Regions from separate parts of the Danio rerio genome. Here region 2 is linked to region 1. Evidence: chromatin contacts called from public HiChIP or PLAC-seq data. All regions are on one chromosome and are shown on one strand. Each heading gives the region's core, a stretch centred on a gene start, on an enhancer-like site or on the middle of the called end of the contact. The rest is flanking DNA. Distances are from core to core; before and after follow the strand shown.

What was found. HiChIP or PLAC-seq counts read pairs in DNA pulled down with a chosen protein or histone mark.
Region 2: a contact with region 1 is called in an H3K4me3 HiChIP or PLAC-seq map of embryo, with 3 times the contacts expected there. The contact joins the promoter of slc7a7 here to the promoter of si:ch73-71d17.2 in region 1. A contact is called at or near these places in 1 of 18 Hi-C or Micro-C datasets (embryo) and 1 of 4 datasets of contacts at active chromatin or transcription factors (embryo).

Annotation. Positions count from the first base shown.
Region 1 is chr7:19,410,350-19,414,692 of GRCz12tu, forward strand. si:ch73-71d17.2 reads right to left here and starts at 2,183. Exons shown (of 14, transcript XM_073908265.1): 1 at 1,575-2,183.
Region 2 is chr7:19,552,625-19,556,967 of GRCz12tu, forward strand. It overlaps slc7a7 (solute carrier family 7 member 7), which reads left to right and starts at 1,804. Exons shown (of 10, transcript NM_001037559.2): 1 at 1,804-1,993.

The sequences.
Region 1 (4,343 bases), core at 933-3,432:
TGATTAGGTATTCATAAAAATGTAACCTGTGTTTCTATTTGATTTTAGTAGAAATTTTGTACAAATTTTTTACAGAAAATCCTGTCCAGAAGATGATCTCTTTAATCAGTGTAAAAACCATTCAATGCATATATTGAGCTGGAATATAGCACTATATACTTCTCTAACTCTATCTATAGTGAAAATCTCATAGCAGTCTTATATTTTAAAATGGTAATACATGAAAAGTTCATTTAAATTTTTTGCTTACATAATTTGCTGAATAAATCTAGTTGTTTAAAATGTAACAATTTAAAGTCTCGATTTCTGAAATCTACTAAAATCTTAGTCATTTCCAAATATCTTTTTTTTTTGCAAATGTACTCTTCAATAGGCATGGGACGATAACCGTTTTCAAGGTTTACCGCGGTTTGGAAAAGTCAAGGTTTTAAAACCGTCAACATTTTCTGCAATACTGTTCCTAAGGTATGTCTAATTTTTTTTTTTTTTAATTTAAAAAAATTTTTTAGGACAACAATGTCTCCAGTAGAAAAAAATATCCAAAGGTGCCTTTTATATGTGAATAATTCTGTTTTTGAAACAAATGAAGACAGCAAAAGTCTGACATGTTTACAGTTCCAAAGTATTTTAAATGTTTCTCAAAAAAATATTTTGTGTTCAAAAGAGAAAACAGTTTTTGTTTTTTACCCAGACATTTAAAAAAAACTTATTTTAGAGCAGCAAATCACAATACTGCGAAACCATGATATTTTTATCCAAGGTTATCATACCGTCAGATTCTTATACCGGCCCATGCCTACTCTTCAATACACAATATCATGTTGTTTGTCCTATTTTCCTGTCTTATTTTGACTTGCTCCTGAATCTACCCATTCATCTGTTATTTTCTTTATATGTGTTGCATAATTTTCATCCATACATCAAGTATTGATCAACTTCTTCAATATTAATCAACTTTCTGGTCTAGTTTTGGCAAATGATAGAGAAAACACCACTGTTAAAGGCCACATTTATATGATGTCATCATTTAGACTTACAAAGTATTTTACAGTATTTAAAAAAATAAAAGACACTAAAGTATTTTATACAAAATATTAAGCCATTTTCATAAACACCGTCAAATACAAATTACAAAATACTATTTTTTATTTAAAGTACATATTTGAAATACTTGTATCATAAGTACGGCCTATCCCTGATTTTTTTATCATTTACCATTGATCTCGCATGGTTTTGAACAATTCATTTTAAACGTTTACTGTTTTCAAAGTAGTATTTTGTAAATTGTATTAAACCCTATAACGTCACCCAGAACACCTACATAATAAAAGAGTTGAGGGTATTTTAGAAGTTAGAATCTCCACAATTATATTTGTCAAAGCTTCAAGACTTTTCAGTAATTAATTCCCAGGAATAGCCTATATAGATATATAATTATTAAATAAATAATTTATGATGCTTTTTTAACTTAATTTCTGATTTAAGTTTGAGAAAAGTCAACTGATGCAGGGGCTGTCTATAAGAGTGACTCCACACAAATTCTGACTAGAAAGCAAAGTACCACAGACACACACCGTCTATCTCCTCTTCAGAGTCCTCCGCGTCGGGCTCAGAGGGCGGCGTGTCGCGCCACATATCTCCACAGAAGTCATGGTTGTTCCACAGCGGCAGATAGGAGGTCCTGCGTGCTCTGAGCGGTCCTGCTCGCGGCTCCCCAAACATCCAGGGAATGGTCCTCACATTGACGGATGAGAGCGCCCGGAGAGCAGCATCCCCGCCGTAGAGTCGGTCCACCTCCAGCCCGCAGACGTGGAAACTCTCTCCGTCTCCAGCGTCTGCATCACCGCGGCTGAACTCCACATTCCGGACGACGGAGCCGCAGTGCAGTTTATTCCTGCTGATGAGCTTGTTTATAGCGGGATCCAGAGATACGCGGATCTTACAGTCTCCGTCCGTGAGAGTGGCGTCAAACAGGCTCTCTGACATGGAGATGCTGTCCGGAAAGCGGATGCTGAAGTCCAAGTCTCTGCCGTAGCGGTCCAGAGAGATCACGTACAGCGGCTCGGAGCGGGTTCGGGCTCTCGGCGAGCCGAAGGTGTTGGATTGTAGGCGGTTTAAAGTGCTTTTGAGCGGGCATGTCTCAGAGGAGCCGCCTGACAGCGCCGCCATGATTGTGCGACATCAAAACACTGCCGCGGTGCATCGTGGGAGATTGAGTACAGCACAGGAAGAGAAAACGAAACTAAAATATATGTAAAAAAATGACAGAAATAAATTAAAATAAAAAATAAACTAATAAAAGTTTTATAAAATGATTTATATTAAAGACAAGTTAAGAAAGACTAAAAAAACTAACATTTAAACACAAATAAGTGAATTTAAGAAATTAAAGGCACAATGGGTAAATGTGTAACAACTATTGAAATAAATTTTTGAAAACATTTAACATTATAAAGTAGAAAACCCAACATTTTAAAAAGCAGGAAATCATAAAAAAAAGGTTTGAATAAGCTCAAATTGAAATGTAAACCTAAATCAAATACTAAATAAAATAAAATAAATAAATCAACAAGCTAATAAATAAGTTAACAAGCAAATAAGCAAATAAATTGAGAAACAAGCAAATAAATAGGATAATAAATAAGCAAACAACTAAATAACTATAAGCAAATAAATAAACAAATAAGCAATTAAATAAAGAAACAAGCAAATAAATAAATAACTATCAAATAAATAAATAGGAAAATAAGTTAACAAGCAAATAAATAAATAGGAAATAGATTATACCTACATGTGTGTAAAGGTTTAACCAATTATATTAATAGATCAGAATTTCATTATTTCGCAATATGTTTATAAAGGACGGATTCAATCTTGGGACATCGAAGGCACTTGCAGGCCCGTAGCCAGCCTGATGAAAGGGGTGGTTCTTTTTTTCTTATAAAATTTACCTTTTTGCAGTTATACGCCTCAGTTTCTAGTTATGAGATGTACTGCAATTTATTATTTTATTTTATTTTTTTGCTGGATTAACTAGTCAGATGTCATCATAACCAGACTTTATGATGTACTAAAATATTTCCTAAAAATTGCAATTAAAAAAAATTTAAACAAGAGTAATTTTTAAAATACAAACTTATTACATCATACAATTATTAGGAAAAATAGCAATCTGTTAAAGTTTTAAAGTAAAACAAAACTGTAGCCAACTATCATTTACTAGGCAAAAAAAAAAAAAAAAAAACTGGCCAGCACATTCAACTGTCCTTAGTCACAATATGGCCATTTCAATATAAAATTCATAATTAAAACATAATAATAATAATAATAATAATAATAATAATAATAATAATAATAATAATAAAACAATTATGATGAATTCTTCAGAGTTTTCTAGTCTCTTTGTTAAAAAAAAAAGCACATTTGAAAATTCCTAGAAATCAACAACAGCCAAAATATGTTCAAATTATATTATATATTCTGGTGCTTCACATCTTTTTATTGCTCATTTTCATTTCAGAAATAAGGTCCAAGATTTAGAATAAAGTTACCTGTAAAATGTTTTCTTTGTTTATATAAACAATATAGTTGTAAAAAAAAAAGACTTCTCTTACATCAGATTATAGCCCCACTGAAGCAACAGCCGACAAAGGATTCCGTCTTAAAGCCTTTTTCGATGGATTATTTTTATTACTTATGATGGCATAGCAGTCAAAATAGGACAAATGAGCTCATGTATGAGACAAATTCTGGACCTTTGTCAGTGAGAATGGGCCTTCCAAACCCCCCTGGCCACAGGCCTGAAGAGTTAGAACATGTTTTATGCTTCTAGTAAACATGTTTTTAATAGAGTTTTGGCTGTAAAAGCGCACATGCAGGTGTTTCATGCACAGGTCAGATTTTCTCCAGGTCATAATTTAATTTATTTTTATTAATTTTGTCTAAAAAATGATTAGACCTGTCCAGTTTCATCTAAAATGTATCCCAGATTACTTTCTGAAGTGGTTTGAGTGATCGGATATCTGATCAGAATAAAACGAATGAAGTGAGCAAAAAGCCTCATAAACACAGACGTGATGGGATTATATATATTGAATATAAATGCATTATATTAACTGCATTATAAATATGTAATATTAAATTATATAAAATAATTAAAAGAACAAATGCTGGACCTTTTGGCCGTGGGGGGTGGTTAGTAGCAAGAAACATGCTATTAGGTTATGTGGCCGCTAGATGGCGATCTTGGATAATAAGCTTGCCACCACTAGGAGTTTGTCCGTCAGTAATGTTCTAATGTCCCGCATCTGTCTTTAATTATATTCATCTGTCTCCATATTCTA
Region 2 (4,343 bases), core at 554-3,053, 140 kb after region 1:
AGAAAACAGATACATTTATTAAAATAATATTTTAGACATCAAAAATATTTAGAAATTGAAAGAAAATACAATTAAATTCAAGCAAAATAATGGAAAAATAAATTGCAACCTAGAAAATTTCAGCAACAAAAAAAAAAAAAAACTGAAAATTTTCAACTTTTCAACTTTTTTTTCTTCTCTTGATTTTTCCTCTTTTAAATTTGTATTTAATATTTTTATTACATAAATTTGGCTGTACTAGTTTTTGAACCGTTAATCGTAAGTTAGTTTGTTTGAAAAGCTTCAGATTTGGCTTCAGTACTGACCAATTTAATGTATTTGCACATTTATAATATTGTATAGCTTCCTATTAAAATATGAATTTAAAAGACAGATTTGTTAGGGGTGTGCTTATATATGCTGAACACTGTAAATGTCCAATAACACAAATTATGTAAAATGATGTAAAAAAAATAAATTAAAATAAAAACATTACTGTAATTGCATTAGACAGTAAAAAAATGTAATTTAAAATGTATTTTTTTATGTAAATCTTTGTCCAAAAGATTATACTGATGGTTTTTACATTTTATGTTGAGGGTTCCTCATCTAGAATGAGATCAAAAGTATAATTGAAACAGGGACCTGCTGATAAAATACTTGCTGGCATTCATCTAATGAAGACACAGAAAGCAAGTTGCCTGAAATCAAATTAAAGCTTGTGATTTTGTAAGTTAGCTTCAAAAAGTCTACCACATTATAAGTTATTTCTATTTAATTGAATTTCATTTATGTATTTGTTTATGTGTGTTTGTCAGTGTAATGGTGTTTATTTTCATTCACTGTGGCTGGTTGGTGCAACTTTTACTCCAGTTTCTGTGTTAATATAATATTTATATTACTTTTTATTATATTATGTACTAATGTTTATATTATATAATATTTTAGCTAAACCTTTATTATTATTTTTATGTTCATTGTAGTTTAAGACATCTTAGACATTTTGTTATGTGCTTTTGTAATTAGTATTTTGCATTGTACAGGCACATATATTTCAGTATTCTATGATTAAAGGTCACACTTTACAATAAAGGCTTCTAATGTTAGGCTATTTACTAACATTAACTAATGAAACCTTTTTGTAAAGTGGGACCATTAATCAAAGTCGAATACTGAAATAAATATGCCTGTACAATACAAAAAACTACAATTATAAATTATGAATGAACAATAATTCTAACCCAATAGCCTACACTGTGAAAAATAAAATCCTGGTTCCCTTAAAGTTTTTAGCTGAATCAAATTAACTTTATGAGTCCATTCAACTTATATTATGTATACAATTAAGTTAGGACATGATTAACTTAGTTTTATAAGTTACAATGTACTAAAAACATATGACTAATTGATCATATAATGGTGTACAGTGTATTAGTTCTTGTAGTTTTATAGCCTGGTAGTTTATCTGAACTTTTACTGATCCATTTTTTAAATCCAAACTTATGCTTGTTACCATTATAGCACTGCCAGTTAATTGGAACAAAATCCGACTGTATTTACATTTACTAACGTTAACAAAGACGATGGATAAATCCTGTCATTGTTTGTTCGTGTTGGTAAACACAGTAGCCAACATTAACTAATGGAAGCTTGTTGTAAAGTATTAGCCTACCCGATAACAATAGGCTATCCTTAATTTTGAGACCTGCAGCAGTTGTTCCTGACGCTGATAATTATGGCTCAGTATAATTATGCTCCGTCCCTTTTCCCCTCCCCTCACTCTCTGCGTTTGTATCTGTGTTTGACTGAGAGCAGAAGTTCATCAATCGACTGCAATCGTCTCGAGAGCACGAGCTTGGAAGAAGAAACTGACAGAGACCATATGACTGTGAGCTCACACGGCCAAATAACATGACCTGCCCGCTGACTTCAACTGTGACCACGACAATGAACGATAAATAAAGCATCAGTACAAACTGCATCCTGATGCCAGTTCAGCACCTGGAAAGGAAAGGTAGGTTCAGGCAAAACCATTTTCTCCTCAGCTATCATGACGTCTTTTTAGGGAACATTTAAGATATTTCTAACACTTTTAAACATTCAAGGTGTCATTATAAAATGCATATTGTGTAGTTACAGGTTTTACATGGGTAATATTTAAACTTGCTGTACTTAATTATCATATCAATGTAAAGCTTTACTATACTTTTCCTTAGCTATCATGACGCCTTTTCAGGGGAAATGTGAGATATTTATAACACTTTTAAACACTCAATGTCTCATTATAAAATGCATATTGTGTAGTTACAGGTTTTACATGGGTAATACTTAAGCTTGCTGTACTCAATTATCATATCAATGTAAAGCTTTACTATACTTTTCTGTATTTGGTAATAAATTGGAAGTAGTTTCTGTACTGTTCTGTACAACACTGTAAAAATGGTTGGGTTTCACACAGTTCCTTCATGTTGTCTCAACACAAATCCATTAAGTTAACCTTATTGTTTTTATAAATTTAAGTAGAATAAGCAAAAAACAAATAAATTGTCTAAAAAAAACCTAAAGAATGAACAAGCAACAACAAAAAAATATTTTATGAATATATAATGAACTGATGAATATACATTTTCTTAATTGCATGCTTTATACAACAAGGCTTTGGCGGCTTAGGCTGTAACCTTGAATGATTTTGTTTTATAGTTGTTTTTTTGAGCGCTTATCAGCATGTCCTGAACCTTGCTCTCCGGTCCCTAAAGATTTTGCATTGGTGTGGCTTTTAATTATCACGTGCAGTAATTTGCTTCTGTCCACCCACTCATCTCAGCTCTTTAATCATCCTTTTATCTCTTTTTGTCTTTCCCGCATGTAACTTTCTTCACCTGTGATAAGGTGTTCCTATTACAGAGGGCATTTAGACAGATCTGTGAGAAATGTCAATTAGGAACCATTCAGTCTAAGAAATTATGTAATTCAGTGTAGGGTCTGATATTGACAATCCCAACATTAGGTTATTTTATTTAATTAAATGTTAAGGGATAGCTGTAACGAAAAAGAAAAAATACTAACTATTTACTCACCCTTGTGCAGTTTCAAACCTTTATTATGCTTTAAAAACATTTCTAATTCCTTAGAAGAGGTCATTTTTAAAGAAATGTTTTAAAGAAAGCTAAAAACCTGTAACCACTGACTTAATGTAGCGAGAAAAATACTATTGGAGTCAATGGTTACAGGATCCAGCTTTCTAAAAAATACCTTCTTTTGTGTTTAACAGAAGAAAGTCAAACAGGTTTGGAACAAGTGACAGGTGAGTGAATGCAACAATTAAAAAGTTCACAGTTTTCAGCTACCTTGAGAATAAAGATATACCGTTACCAGTTTTAACCTTTTCAGATTTCAGGATGCTTCATGAAAATTAACTCTGATCTGTTGGTAGTTAAATTGAATAGGTGTTAATGCTGCCATCTAAACTGTGAAAGCTAAACCAAACCAGTGAAAGTTGGGTAAACTGGTGTGGCCGTGGTGCAGCAAGTACCAAAGTCATGTAAACAAACCAAAAAAAAAAAAAAAAGACAATGTTACAACTTGTGATCCTAAACACAATCTTTTCCCCCATTTAACACTGTAAAGAAAATCCTGTGTTGTTTTAACTAGGTGTTGGGTTAAATATGAACAAACCCAAAGTTGGGTTAATTTTTACTATTCAATTTTCATGACACTTTTTAACCCAGCTGTTGTGTTTATCCATATTTTACCTCACACTATTACACAGAATCTTTTAGAGGGTGATTTTTTTCAGCTTTAGGTTTTGTCTTGACAGTGTGAATAATATAAGCAGACCAGGACTGGACTAAATTCACACTACCTGACAAAAGTCTTGTCGCCTATCCAAGTTTGAGAAACAAATAATAACTTGACTTCTAGTTGATCATTTGGGATCAGAAGTGGCCTATATAAAAGGCAAAGACCCCTAGATTACGTGTATTTTACCAAAATAAAATATGACCATGTCTTAATTTTTAATTAATTAATTAGGACAGTAAGGTCTGACTTTGCTTTGACAAAAGTCTTATTACTTAACATAAATAAATTACAGTGTAGAATATAAATTCATGGTGCAGTGGAAAAAGAATTAATATTATGTATGACTCCCATGAGCTCAATAATCCAATCCCCAATCCTGGAGCATCTTGACCTTCTTTGCTTTCAGGAACTTTGATGTGGAGGCTGAAGGATGAGAAGGAGCGCTATCCTGCTGAAGAATTTGCCCTCCCCTGTGGTTTGTAATGTAATGTACAGCACAAATGTCTTGATAACTCAGGCGGTTGATGTTGCCATCCACTCTGCAGATCATCCCATACTAAATG